Regions from separate parts of the Sus scrofa genome. Here all the other regions are linked to region 1. A link is a contact called in public Hi-C and HiChIP or PLAC-seq data. All regions are on one chromosome and are shown on one strand. The core of a region is the stretch at or near the end of the contact, and the rest is flanking DNA. Distances in the headings are between cores, read along the strand shown. Region 1 holds the start of PPP2R5E (protein phosphatase 2 regulatory subunit B'epsilon). Region 2 overlaps PPP2R5E (protein phosphatase 2 regulatory subunit B'epsilon). Region 3 holds the start of SGPP1 (sphingosine-1-phosphate phosphatase 1).

Region 1 (4,099 bases), core at 518-3,017:
ATATTAAAAGAAAAAAATGCTGGAGGGAAGATACTAACAGTGCTTATCCCTGGGTTGTAGGATTACGCGCTAATTTTTTTTTTTTCATTTACCAAGTTTTGAACATTTGGAACCCTGACACTTGCTTTTAGCATTAAGAATTTTTTTCTTCCTCCCTACCCCTCCCCCCCCCCAAAAGATGTACATTGCATGCAGTTAAATACAGCTACAGCCCAAGAATAGTCTTTGTAAACGCACCATTTAGCCTTGGGCTCACCAAGGATGCAAACGCATTTCTAAATATTTTATCACCTGTTCTAGCTAGAGTTAAGTGAAGTCTCCGTAAACTCTTTCGGATCCAACTTGCCAACTAGAAGCGGCCGAGCTCCTGCAGTTTGGAGCTGGAGTCCCTAAACTCTGTGCAGCCGTGGGCGAAGCGGCGGATCTCCATAAACGCCTGCAGGTCGTAGCATCAGCTTTCCCACCAGCATAAGCTGCACGTTGCTGGCCCCGAGCAAGGCTCGCAGGAGTTCCAAGGAGCTGGTACTCAAAGTAGAAGTTTAGGGAAAGGAGACCAGGCAAGAAGGAATTCGAAGCGACAACCCCAGAGTGCTGGGAGGTCGGATTTCGGTGCCAGGCCCGACGAGGTTCCTTGCAGAGCGACGGTGGGGGCATCAGGCCGTGCCGAGGGCCCAATGCACAAGCGGCAGCGCATGGGCGGGCGGAGCTTTCTTTTCCTCTGCGCGGCGCCGGTGCCCGTCCTGCGCGGTACTCGAGCCCAAAGGCTAGCCTCATTGCTGAAAGGGGCGAAATCATGGGCCAGGGGCGTCCCCATCCTCAGCCGACTCTTGCCCCTGGATCCTCGGGTTGACGATCGTCGCCTGGAGGCTCCGCGTTACGCGGAAGCCCACCGAATGGATCTGCCCGCCGCACACGTCCGGGCTCAACAAGCTGATCCCGGGCCTGGAGGATCAGCTAACTCAGTCCTAAACGCCTGGCGGAAGCGGCAGCGGCACGGCCGCAGGGTCTCGGCTGCATCCGGGTCCCTCTCGCCTTGGCCAATCTTCGGCCTCTTCTCTTCCCACTCCCGTGTCTCCGCCCCCCAGCCGCCAATCCCTGCTCGCCTCTCAGCCCAACGTGCTGACAGGTGAGTGAAGGCGGGAGTCGACCAATGAGGCTTCGCTTCCCGTTTGAAGCATCCAGTGACCGGGCGCCGGGGGCGGGCTCTGCGGGCCAGAAGGTTCGGCTGCGCGTGTGCCATGGACTCGGCCGCCCGGTGATATTGACAATAGGAGAGAGAAAGGGGCATTGACTGGGACCCTCCGCGGGCGGCGAACGGCGGCTCTGGCAGCGGCGGCTGCAGCTCCAGCGGCTCCTCCTCCTTTTCCTTCCTCCTCCTCCTGCGGCCGCTGCGGATCCCGTCTTCCTCCCTCCCTGCCCCCTCCGCTTGTCGTCGCCGCCGCCAGGTCCGGGGCAACGAGCAGAGGCGCCGCCCGCCGGGAATGTGAACGCGGAGCCGCCGGCGGAGTCGAAACGGGGTCGGTGCCGATTTGATGGGACGGGTCCGCGGGGGAGGGTCGTGAGGCCGCCGCCGCCGCCGCCGCCGCCGCCGGAGCGCAGAGGTTCAGGTCCGGCCGTGAGGCCTAGAGGCGCCGCCGCCGCCGCGGAACCGGAGGGACGCTGCCCCGGAGCCGTCGCCCGGGCTCCCCGCGCCGTCCGGACCGCCCCCCGCTGCTCCGGCCCCGCCGGCCGCCCCCGCTTCGGCCTCTTCCCCGTCTCCTGCCCCTCGGAAACCACAGGTCATCTTCGGATTCTTCTCCAGAAGCTTCAAGGTAACTTGGTCTCTCCTGCACCGCAGCTCTCTGCTGCTTTCAGCCTCCCTTCCTCCTCCTGGTCCTCCGGGGACCTGCAGGCACCGGCCTCGGGAAGGCCTGGCCCGACCGGCGAGGGTGCGGTGTGTGAGGTGCGGGAGCGGGAGCGGGAGCGCCGGCCCCACTTGTCTGATTTACCTGCAGACGCTGCTGGTGATGCCTCTCTTGCCCCTGCCCCCTTTTCTCCACCTTCAGTCATTGGAGGCGCATTCCTGTCCCCTTCATCTGTTGACGGTGGCGGGGGGAAAAAGGGGATTGTTGAAGTGAGAAGGATTCTTTAGCAGCTTATCTTCTCCAAGGTTTGTTTGGGATGACGGGGAGGTGGGAGCAAAGGGAGTGAGCATCCCTACCGACCAGCCCTTTCGCTGTCTTTCTCCTCTACCCCAGTGGCCCCTTTGGATTATCCTGAGTCTTGGAAATGCCCCGTGTCCGGTGATTAGAGGATGATAAAGCTTCGGGGTCCAGAGCAAAACCTGTTTCCCCGGGCTTTGCGCGGACCCGCTGCTACTGCACGTTCAGTTCTGCAGAGCTGTAGGGTTGAGTCTGGGGCCTCGGTCATAAGGGGCAAATGGTTTAAAGATTTTTTTTTTTTTTTTTTTGCTACTGGTAAATCATCTTTAGAGATGGGAGATGAATAAAGAAGAGACAAAAAGAGTGATGGAGGAACAGGATTTACAGAAATCTTGTGTTGTGAGGGTTAAATGAAATTTAAATAATCACATAACAGATTGGAAAAGCAGCCCCTAAATTTACAACATACAAATGTGATGTGGAGCTTCTTGATGATGCAGTCATTATGAAAATTTTAAAGTGATCTCACTTCTTTTATAGTCATTCATGGTTTGCAATTCCGTTTTATGTGTTACATTTTATTTAAGGGTAAATTAGGTAGATTGCTAAAAAAACTTTTTTTAAAAAAGAGAACCAAACAAGATTTCAGAATTCCAAACCTCAACATCACATGGTTTTGTTTGTTTTTTGTGTATGTTTTTGTTATTTTTACTTTGTCAGAATCCAGCTAATCCAGGTAACTTACTCTCATACATTCAGGAAGAAATCCCCTTATTTAGAGGTTAAAAAACACTTTATCTTATGAATTGGAATGACAGGTGAGTAATTGCATTTTAGCATTTCCCCCATATGCATTATTTCTATTAAAGTCTGCCATTAATCTTGCTGGGAGCCTCAATGCCATGGAAATGATGGCATCTGTTTAAATTGGTGAATGAAGCTGAGCTTAATGCTTGTTACTTTTAGGAAATAGCCTTCATGTTAATAATTTGAGAAGGTTAAAAAAAATCCAGAAGAACTGTTCAGTTCCATTAGTTTGATGGAATGAAAATTAATATTTGATGATGAACTTCAAGGGAACTCAACTTGGTTGTCTAAGTAGACTGTGGATTTATGTTTTTATTTCAACTTAGGTACATGATTTCATGAGTTTTGTTTATTAAGCTTTGTTAACTTCAGATGCCTTCATTCAAAAAGATGTTTGAAATTATTTTAATTATGCCTTTTATGTGTTCTGTTTAAGGTAATCTAGCTTGTCCTCTTGTGGTGTGGTGTAGTTATCGTAGCTAGCAGCACATGGCACTACAAATCATGCCTAGGTAATTCAGAAATTATAAATTTCACCTTGTTGTGATACATTGGTATAGATTCCTGAAGTACCATAAGGGTTTCAATTCTAGAGCCCATTCATAACATTACATTTCTTGGGAAAATGTATTGACTGAAGTATTCCAGCTGCAGAATAGCATCAGAATTACCTTAGGAATCTCACAATGTAAAGAGCTTTGCAGTTAGAAAATGACTGTGGTTTGGAAGAGTTTTTTGAGTGTAATGTGGATCTTTAATGCATAGTGTAGTGAGGGCCCCACAGTACATTAGTATTACCATTTTGCCTATATAGTACTTTTGTTCTATTTTCCACCTGGTTTTTGTTTTCCCATTGAACATATGAGTGTTCTTAATTGATTTTATTTGCTTTCTTTTTCACATATTCTCATTCTCAAAAAAAATATATAGGAATTTTAGAATTAGTGTAACTCACCTGTATGCTCGTAATGTGTTGATGACAACCTCTTTCTCTTCAGTAGGGATATGTCCTCAGCACCAACTACTCCTCCATCAGTGGATAAAGTAGACGGATTTTCTCGGAAGTCCGTCAGAAAAGCCAGACAGAAGAGGTCACAAAGTTCCTCACAGTTTAGGTCTCAAGGCAAGCCTATTGAGTTAACACCTCTGCC
Region 2 (3,978 bases), core at 383-2,882, 130 kb after region 1:
CTGTTTAGAATGCCTGTTAGTCATGGTATTGGACCTTTTGGATTGATCCTCTAGTTTTCTTATCTTCTTTCTATTGTATACTGTCTTCATCACTTGGTTATACGTTTTAAGGTAGATTTGCTCATTTTATTTTATTTTTAAATTTTATGACTATACCCATGGCATATGGAAGATCTTGGGCCAGGAATTGAATCCGAGCCTCAGCTGTGACCTCTGCAGCAGCTGCAGCAATGCTGGATCCTTTAACCCACTGCCACGGGGCGGGGATTGAATTTGCACCTCTGCAGGGACCCAGGCTGCTTCAGTTGGATTCTTAACCCACTGCACCATAGCAGGAACTTCTAGGTTTGCTCATTTTAACTCTCCTGTCCTTCTGAAATTTTTTTATTTCTGTTAAATCTTGAATTTCCAAAAGCTCTATTTTATTTTCCGAATATTCATCTGTATTGCATCCACATTTTGCCTCAAGGATCCAATAGATTCGTTTATTTCTGAAGATGTTACAGGTTCTTTTTTTGCAGTTTTTTTCTGTTCCTTGCATTATATTCCTCTGAGTACTGTATGATTGTTTTGGTCTCTGTCTTTTATGTTAGATTGTAACATAGTTACATGTTAGTTTTTAAAAAGCCTCTTAGAACCTGTGTGTGTGTGTCTGCCTGCATGTGAACGTGCACATACAAGTGGGACACACTTGGCACGTTGGGCAGAAGTCTTGCCATTTCACTGAGAAACCTTCAGATATCAGTGTATCTATAGATGTTTCCTCTTGAGGCTGTCATTTCCCCCCGGAAGACACCTTAGAGAAGGGGCTGCCAAAGGTCTCTCTCTTCAGCATGCAGAGTTTTATTATATCCTGTTATTTTCAGTAAGTGTGTTACTAGCTGTATCCCATGCCTCCAAGACTAGACTTGCTCCTTTATTCCCTCCAGGTTATGGTTGTAAATCTCTGGTACATGGCATGGGACAGAGGGTGAGACAGAGAAGGGGACATGGACCGGAGAGAGGATGGGGACATGGATAAAACAGAGGATGGGACATGGATGGGGACAGAGGATCAAGGACAGAGGACTTGGTCAGGGGATGAGGACAAAGGAGACAGAGGATGGGGACAGGATTGGGGACAGAGAATGGGACAGAGGACATGGATGGGGACAGAGGATCGGGGACAGAGGGTCATGAGGTCTTGTTACTCTTTCTCCAAACTCTGAATCAGTTCTATTTCTAGCTCTGCACACCCTTGCCATCAAATGTATCTAGTGCCTTCCATTCTTAAGCCTTTTAAGGATTGTCTGGTGTGAATTGGCTTGCTTCTGTTGGCTTCTCTTCCTGCTGGCAGAATGGAAACACACTTAGAATGGAGAAAGAGGAAACCTAAGACAGTGACCTCTTGGCATCCACTTTCCATCCTTGAGAGATGTGCAAATTTGTGTAATCTGCTCTCTGACTCTCTCTGCCCTATGGCTTTCTTCCATGTTTATTCCTTTCCTCTCATTTTAGGGAGTCTTTGAGAGGAGAGAGGTTCTTTCCTCCATGTCTAATTGGAAGACCCTAACTACTTTGTTCATTTTGCCCTTTTCATTTCACTGTACATTTATTATGAGGTTCAAAGGAGATTCTTTGGCTCAATCACTAGACAGATCCTCTCTGTTAGCTTCAGGAAGGCTGGCTTTGTAAACTGGGAGGCAGTATGTTGACAGGTCTGTCTTTGCTCTATAATCACCTTGGAAACGCTCCAGCTTCTTGTCTTTGACAACAGGCTGCCTGTTATTTTGGATGGAGTCCACCTAGACATTTACAGATACTGGATTGTATTTTCATTGCTTTTTTTCTGGGGGGTGTTTGGAGTGTATACATGACTAAGCACACAAATATTACTTTGTTTTGGAAATTAGAGCTTATCTTGCTCCCTTCATTTGAGGCCTATGTATTGTTTTATTCTACCTTTTCTTTTGTCTCATATATCATAAAATCATCAAGAATATGTTCTATAAAGTAGCAGTAATTTATATACCGCAATTCATCTTTCTCATGGAACGTAGTGTATATGCCTTTAAAACTGACTCAAGTTAGGTGCCTGGTAATACATTTTTCTTTGAGGGCCTAATGAAAACACTAGTTAAATAATTTGTTTAATTATCATGTCTTCGTGAAACTCTTAAGATTAGTAAGAGTAGATTCAAGCATAGTTGATTCAAGATTTGGTAACAGTACACCCCCTCAATCCCTCTCTTATGTTAGTTGCAGATTACTCATTAAGCCCTTTTACAGCATTTAAAAATAGAAACCAAATAAAAACAGAACCCAAAGGTTAGTTATTTCCATTGACAAGGAATGCAGTGGGTAGGTTAGAAATCTTATGTCATTTTGTGCAGGTACTAGTGTAAGAGATTCTGGGCCCACATGGCCATTTTTGCCTACAGGGTTCACATCTTTCTTTCTTAGACCATTTCTTGTGGAAATGTGTAGTTTACTTTTTATTGCTTTGCTCTGGGCTCCAAGTGTGTGTGTGTGTGTGTGTGTGTGTGTGTGTACATTCAGCAATGAGGATGATCCCTGGCATGTGCAAAGATTGATTGATTGGCTAATTGACTGACTGCATGACTAAGTGGGCAGAGGGATGGCAGGTATTTAGTAGCATCTTTTATTTGATAGGCTGCTGGCGAAGGTATGTGTTACTGAATCTGCCAGTGAACACTTCCCTCACCTCCTGGTTCTTCATGGCTGCCATTCCATTTGTCCCAAATAGAAATGTGTCTGTAGATTTGTATTTCTGTGGTATGCTGTTCATTTCCCTGCATCCCTGTCATACAAGGCTCTGTAAAAGCAGCATCTGTGTTACACATCATTGTTTCCCTGACACTTTGCCCAGTGGATGGCTCTTTTTAGGCAGGTATATTCACTTGAAATATTCATTTTTTTGAATGGATGGAAGGATGAATGACATTGGATAGTCAAACATTTTGTCTGTCTCACTGCCCAGTTTTGAAAACCACCCTTCAGTTTGTGCCTCCTGCCATTATTCGGAGGGCCTTTATTTGCCTTATATCTCTGTCTTTTGTTCAAAGAAAAGCACCAAACAAAAGTAGATAATTTATTTGATTGCTACCCACTAAGTTATTCTTCTGCTGTCAGTTTCATGTCTTAATTACCTGAAATCATGCTTAAGTATGCCCTGATAGCTTTTCTTTTTTGGTGATGAGGGTAGTCTGCATTGAGTTGTATGCTGTTTTTATGTTCTTGAAATGTTTTGCTATAAAGTCAACATTAGAACTTTGAGTTTTGTTCTAGTGCAATGATAATGAATGCACGAAGAACTCAGTAAAATTCAAACCAGTCTCCAAGTTTGTTCCTCAACTAGAGGAACCTGAGCACTGTCATTTAAAAAAAAAAAAAAAAGGCAGTTTTATTGAGATGTAATTCATAGTCTATAAAATTCAGCCTTTTGAAGTTTACAATTTAATGTTTTTAAATATGTTCCACAGAGTTGTGTAACCATCATGATTATATAATTGCAGAAAGCTTTTTATCATTTCCCAAAGAAATGCCACAGTCATTAGCAATCACCCTTCATTCCGTTTTCTGTCTCAGTGGATTTGCCCATTCCGGATATTTATATCAGTGGAATCACACCATATGTGGCCTTTTTGTGTCTAGCTTCTTTCACTTAGCATGATGTTTGATAGCTTCCTCCATGTGGTAACATATTTCAGTACTTCACTCCTTTTTACAGCTGAATAATATTCCACCGCAGCATGGTTTGCATCAGCTGATGAGTATTTGGATCATTTCCACCTTTTGGCTGTTATGAATCATGATGCAACAAACATTTCATGCACAAGGTTTTATTTTGACATATGTTTTAAATTCCAGTAAGATGTGATCTTACTAGGATTCAGTTATTGAGTTTATAAATTACAAATGATTGGGAACTTTAAAAAATGTTTCCTGTGTAACATACATATGGAAATCATAAATGTC
Region 3 (3,931 bases), core at 1,375-3,874, 150 kb before region 1:
CATAACCCCCTTGTCAGTTGAGGAAGATCTGAAAGATCACTTTTTACTTTGTTTTATGTATTTACCTCTTTTTCTGCTATCTTTAGGCTAGTCCCCAGAATCAAAAATTTCTTGGATGAATCTGAAAAATAACCCTACAAATTACTCTCACAGAAAAGCATGTGAAAATTATCTCACTGAGGCTGTTAGACATTTCCCTCTACAAAGTTGTCTTTGATATAAAACATTAGCTAATCATGTTCACAGAATCAGTCAAAACTAACCCAGTGGTGTCTCCCTGCTCACACTCCACATAGTGACTGCTTCTATCTCACTTCCTACAACTATTATGCCTGACTTTACATCTTTGAAAATACTTGCATGTCTTCTCATGTTTTGTCTTCCTCACCAGCTTAAAAATGCCCAGTGTTAGACACAACATGTTCCAATCAGAAATGGACTATTACTTGCCTGCAGATCTATGAATTTAAGAGAGACCCTTTCAAATTCCTTCCTTCAATTCCTGGAAGCCTGTTCTAATTCATACACTCACTCTCTCTCAGCTGATTACTGTAATCACCTTCTAATCATTTATCTGGCCTTTGGTCTGTGGCCTCTGGTAGACAGTTCATCTGTGATTTCCTTCCTAGTCATCTTTCTAAAGTACAGTTTTGTTTTGTTTTTTGCTTCTCAGGGCCTCAACTGAGGCATATGGAGGTTCCTGGGTTAGGGTCAAATCAGATCTGTAGCTGCAGGATCTAAGCTGCATCTGCGACAAACACTATAGCTCACAGCAACTCTGGATCCTTAAGCCAATGAGTGAGGCCAAGGGTCAAACCTGTGTCCTCATGGATGCTGGTCAGATTCGTTAACCTCTGAGTCACAACGGGAACTCCCTAAAGTACAGTTCTGACAGTGTTGCTCATCCTCTAGCTGAAAGGCCTTCCAAAACACCCTACTGCTTACAAATAGAATCCCTAGCCTTTACAATCTGGTCCTAGTTTCCCTTTCTAATTGTAGTCCAGTCACTCACCCACCCTACTCTGTATTCTGTGAGCTATTGCTTACCAACTACATATTTGCACATTTCCATCCCTGTCTTTATTCATTTTCTCTCTTCTTAAGATGGGCTTCTCTACCTTTTCATATCTTGCTCTTTAATTACAAGCCAGATCAACAAGCTTACCTCTTAACACCTCTCTTGCTGTCCCTCATCAACTTGTTTCTTCTCCTTTCCAGAGCGTATTGTTTATGACTGTTTTAGCACTTACCATGTGCTCTGTACTCCTGAGGTGGATCTTTTTCCCATTGATACAGTGAGCAACTTGAGGGCCCGGATGATGATTTCTTCATCTTCCCATGGCCACAGCCTAGCAAGTGGAGCGGGAGGAGGGGACTAACTCCCTGGGGAAGAAAGAAAATATTTCTAATGACATAAGGGTGGGGAATTTTCCAGCCTGTTTCTTGGAAGAAATTCAACAGTTTTAATTATAGACATTCACTTTACCTGAAATAACCTCTGGAATTAGAGTTCAGAGCCCTTCGAATAAAAATGATTCTTTCTAGAAGTCAAGTTTGTAACTTGTGAGACATGAAAGTTGTTGCTAAACCAGCCTTATTACACTTAAAAATCTACCCCTTGCATTCAGTCACCAATTACATTTCTTCTGTGCAAGACTGCTAGCTATTAGAATTTATTAAAAAGGGAATTCTATATGTAGCTCAAGAATAGCTGTGATCTCTTTTACCAAAATATGTATTAAAATCAAAACCAGAGACCAACTTTGAACATTCCTTGGGCAGACAAAACCAATTTAGTCATTTTTTGCTTATGCCTTTGGAAATCATAAACAAAATTTGGAACTGTTTCCCAAGGTTGATATGCGGTAACTAACCCTGAAAACTCTGCTATTATAACCAATCACTGTGAAGAAGAAACAGTTACTGCCTTCTCACTATACGTAGCTGCTTTATAACAGTGTACACCTGAGCCACACTCCATGATTTTGGTTTGAATGCTCCCAGTTTGCAACTTTTTGGTGTGTACACAATACCCTTTAACTTATTACAACTTCAGTGATTTATTGGTTTTACTTTGGCTGTTTGTGAACTTTTGACAATGAATTACACACTACTGTCCTGGGATCTACATCTACCCTTGTCCCCGCGAGTCAAGTGGCACGTGGCTTTCAGGACATCAACTGTTAGTGACAGCTCTGTAATTACTTGTAATTCCTTGAGTGCAAAGATTCCGGGCGCGCGGTGGTTACTTTGCTTTCATTCACCATTTCATTCTGTGCCAGCAGGACGTTCGGGTGCCTGGCCACTGGCACCGCAAAACCTGGCACGAGGATCGTGGCCTCTAAGGGCCAACGCCATACAGAGAGCAGCCGGCGACCCCCCACCCCCGCCTGCGGGGACCAAAGGCTGAAGCTGAAGAAGGGGAAGCGCAAGGTCCCGCCCGCCCAGCGCCGCGCTGCCTAGTGGGTATTAACTAGGAGCACCTCAAGGCCGCCGCCCGCCAAGCCTCCGCGCCCTGACGCCGCCCGGATGCGCTCGGGGCGGGCCGGGCCCCCTGCCAGAGCGGCCGTGGGGGCGGGGCGCGCCGGCGCGTGGAGGCCGCGGGCGGCGGCGGGGCGCGCGCGGAGAGGGAGGGGCGCGCGGGACGGGGGCGCGCGGCGGCCGCTGCGGCCTGTGGAGCCGTCACCCCGCAGAGCCGCTCTGGGGTAAGGAGGCGCTGCTCGCGCTGCCGCTGCAGCTGTCCCGCCCGCGGGGGCTGATCGGGGCTGCGCCGGGGGCCGCCCCCCCCCCCCCCGCCGCTCCCGCCGCCGTCCTCTGGTTCGTGGGCCGGCGGTCCCTTTACCATGTCGTGGAGGCAGCGCTTGGCCGGGCTGGTCGGCAGTTTGCAGGACCCGCAGAAAGTCGCCCGTTTCCAGCTGCTGTGCGGGGTCGAAGCGCCGGCCGCCGCCGCCGCCACCAGCGGCCCGGAGGAAGATGAGAAGGCGGAGGCGCCCCTCGCCGGCGAACCCCGGCACCGAGAGCGGCAGCTGGGGGCGTCCGGAGGCCCTCAGCCGCCCGGGAGCGAGCGCAATCAGTGCCAGGCCAAGCCAGGCGTCGGCGGCGCCCCCAACGGTGTGCGGAACGGTCGGGCCACCAAGCTGGGCCCGGCCTCACCGCGGCGCGCGGGGGCTCTGCGCCGCAACTCGCTGACGGGCGAGGAGGGCCAGCTGGCCCACGTGAGCAACTGGCCGCTCTACTACCTGTTCTGCTTGGGCACCGAGCTGGGCAACGAACTCTTCTACATGCTCTTCTTCCCCTTCTGGATCTGGAACCTGGACGCCCTGGTGGGCCGGAGGCTCGTGGTCATCTGGGTGCTGGCCATGTACCTGGGCCAGTGCACCAAGGACATCATCCGCTGGCCGAGGCCCGCCTCGCCGCCCGTGGTCAAGTTGGAGGTCTTCTACAACTCGGAGTACAGCATGCCCTCCACCCATGCCATGTCCGGCACCGCCATCCCCATCTCCATGGTTCTGCTCACCTATGGCCGTTGGCAGGTAAGGTGCCTGTGGCCTCACGGCTCAGCTCGGGGAGTTAAGGACTCCAAGCCTTCGTTGCTCTCCGCAGTTATTTAAATTTGGCCAAAACTCTTTTTCCACAGGTTTTCACAGTACCCGCTAACGGGCCCTTTGTAGGCTTAAGAATGATAGTAAAACGGTCGGGGAAAACCTAGAGACTTAGCTAGCAAACTCAATTTTAATAGTAATGCCTTTCTTGGAACTTAAAGGAAGAGCTATTCGTGGAGTAATACATTATCCCCAAGCTTTGGTTGAGTTTCTAAACGGTTTTCACTCTTGTGATGCACAGAGTGTAATTATCATTTAAGTGTAAAGTCCTTATAACTAATCGTTGGGAGACTAGGATTCACCAGTTATCCATGATGCCTTTCTCCAAA

The links. Hi-C and Micro-C count contacts between places; a contact is called where the count stands out from the background. HiChIP or PLAC-seq counts read pairs in DNA pulled down with a chosen protein or histone mark.
Region 2: a contact with region 1 is called in a Hi-C map of embryonic fibroblasts, with 2.8 times the contacts expected there. The contact joins the enhancer-like site here to the promoter of PPP2R5E in region 1. A contact is called at or near these places in 2 of 5 promoter capture datasets (fetal liver and liver), 14 of 47 Hi-C or Micro-C datasets (alveolar macrophages, brain, embryonic fibroblasts and 9 more) and 2 of 2 datasets of contacts at active chromatin or transcription factors (alveolar macrophages and skeletal muscle).
Region 3: an H3K27ac HiChIP or PLAC-seq map of alveolar macrophages shows a contact between it and region 1. The contact joins the promoter of SGPP1 here to the promoter of PPP2R5E in region 1. A contact is called at or near these places in 6 of 47 Hi-C or Micro-C datasets (brain, embryonic fibroblasts, heart right ventricle and 2 more) and 2 of 2 datasets of contacts at active chromatin or transcription factors (alveolar macrophages and skeletal muscle).

Annotation. Positions count from the first base shown.
Region 1 is chr1:194,503,768-194,507,866 of Sscrofa11.1, forward strand. PPP2R5E (protein phosphatase 2 regulatory subunit B'epsilon) reads left to right here and starts at 1,768. Exons shown (of 14, transcript NM_001244062.1): 1 at 1,768-1,811; 2 at 3,947-4,099. The coding sequence starts at 3,954.
Region 2 is chr1:194,632,114-194,636,091 of Sscrofa11.1, forward strand. All of the region lies in intron 5 of PPP2R5E (protein phosphatase 2 regulatory subunit B'epsilon), which reads left to right. Among named protein-coding and RNA genes, the nearest start is that of GPHB5, 100 kb to the right of the region's middle. Within about 2 kb of position 1,633, at least 6 of the 83 cell types and tissues checked have an H3K27ac peak or open chromatin away from gene starts, as enhancers often do.
Region 3 is chr1:194,349,347-194,353,277 of Sscrofa11.1, forward strand. It overlaps SGPP1 (sphingosine-1-phosphate phosphatase 1), which reads left to right and starts at 2,625. Exons shown (of 2, transcript XM_013993487.2): 1 at 2,625-3,533. The coding sequence starts at 2,844. SYNE2 (nesprin-2) reads right to left here and starts at 3,204. Exons shown (of 117, transcript XM_021074116.1): 1 at 2,843-3,204; 2 at 1,251-1,383.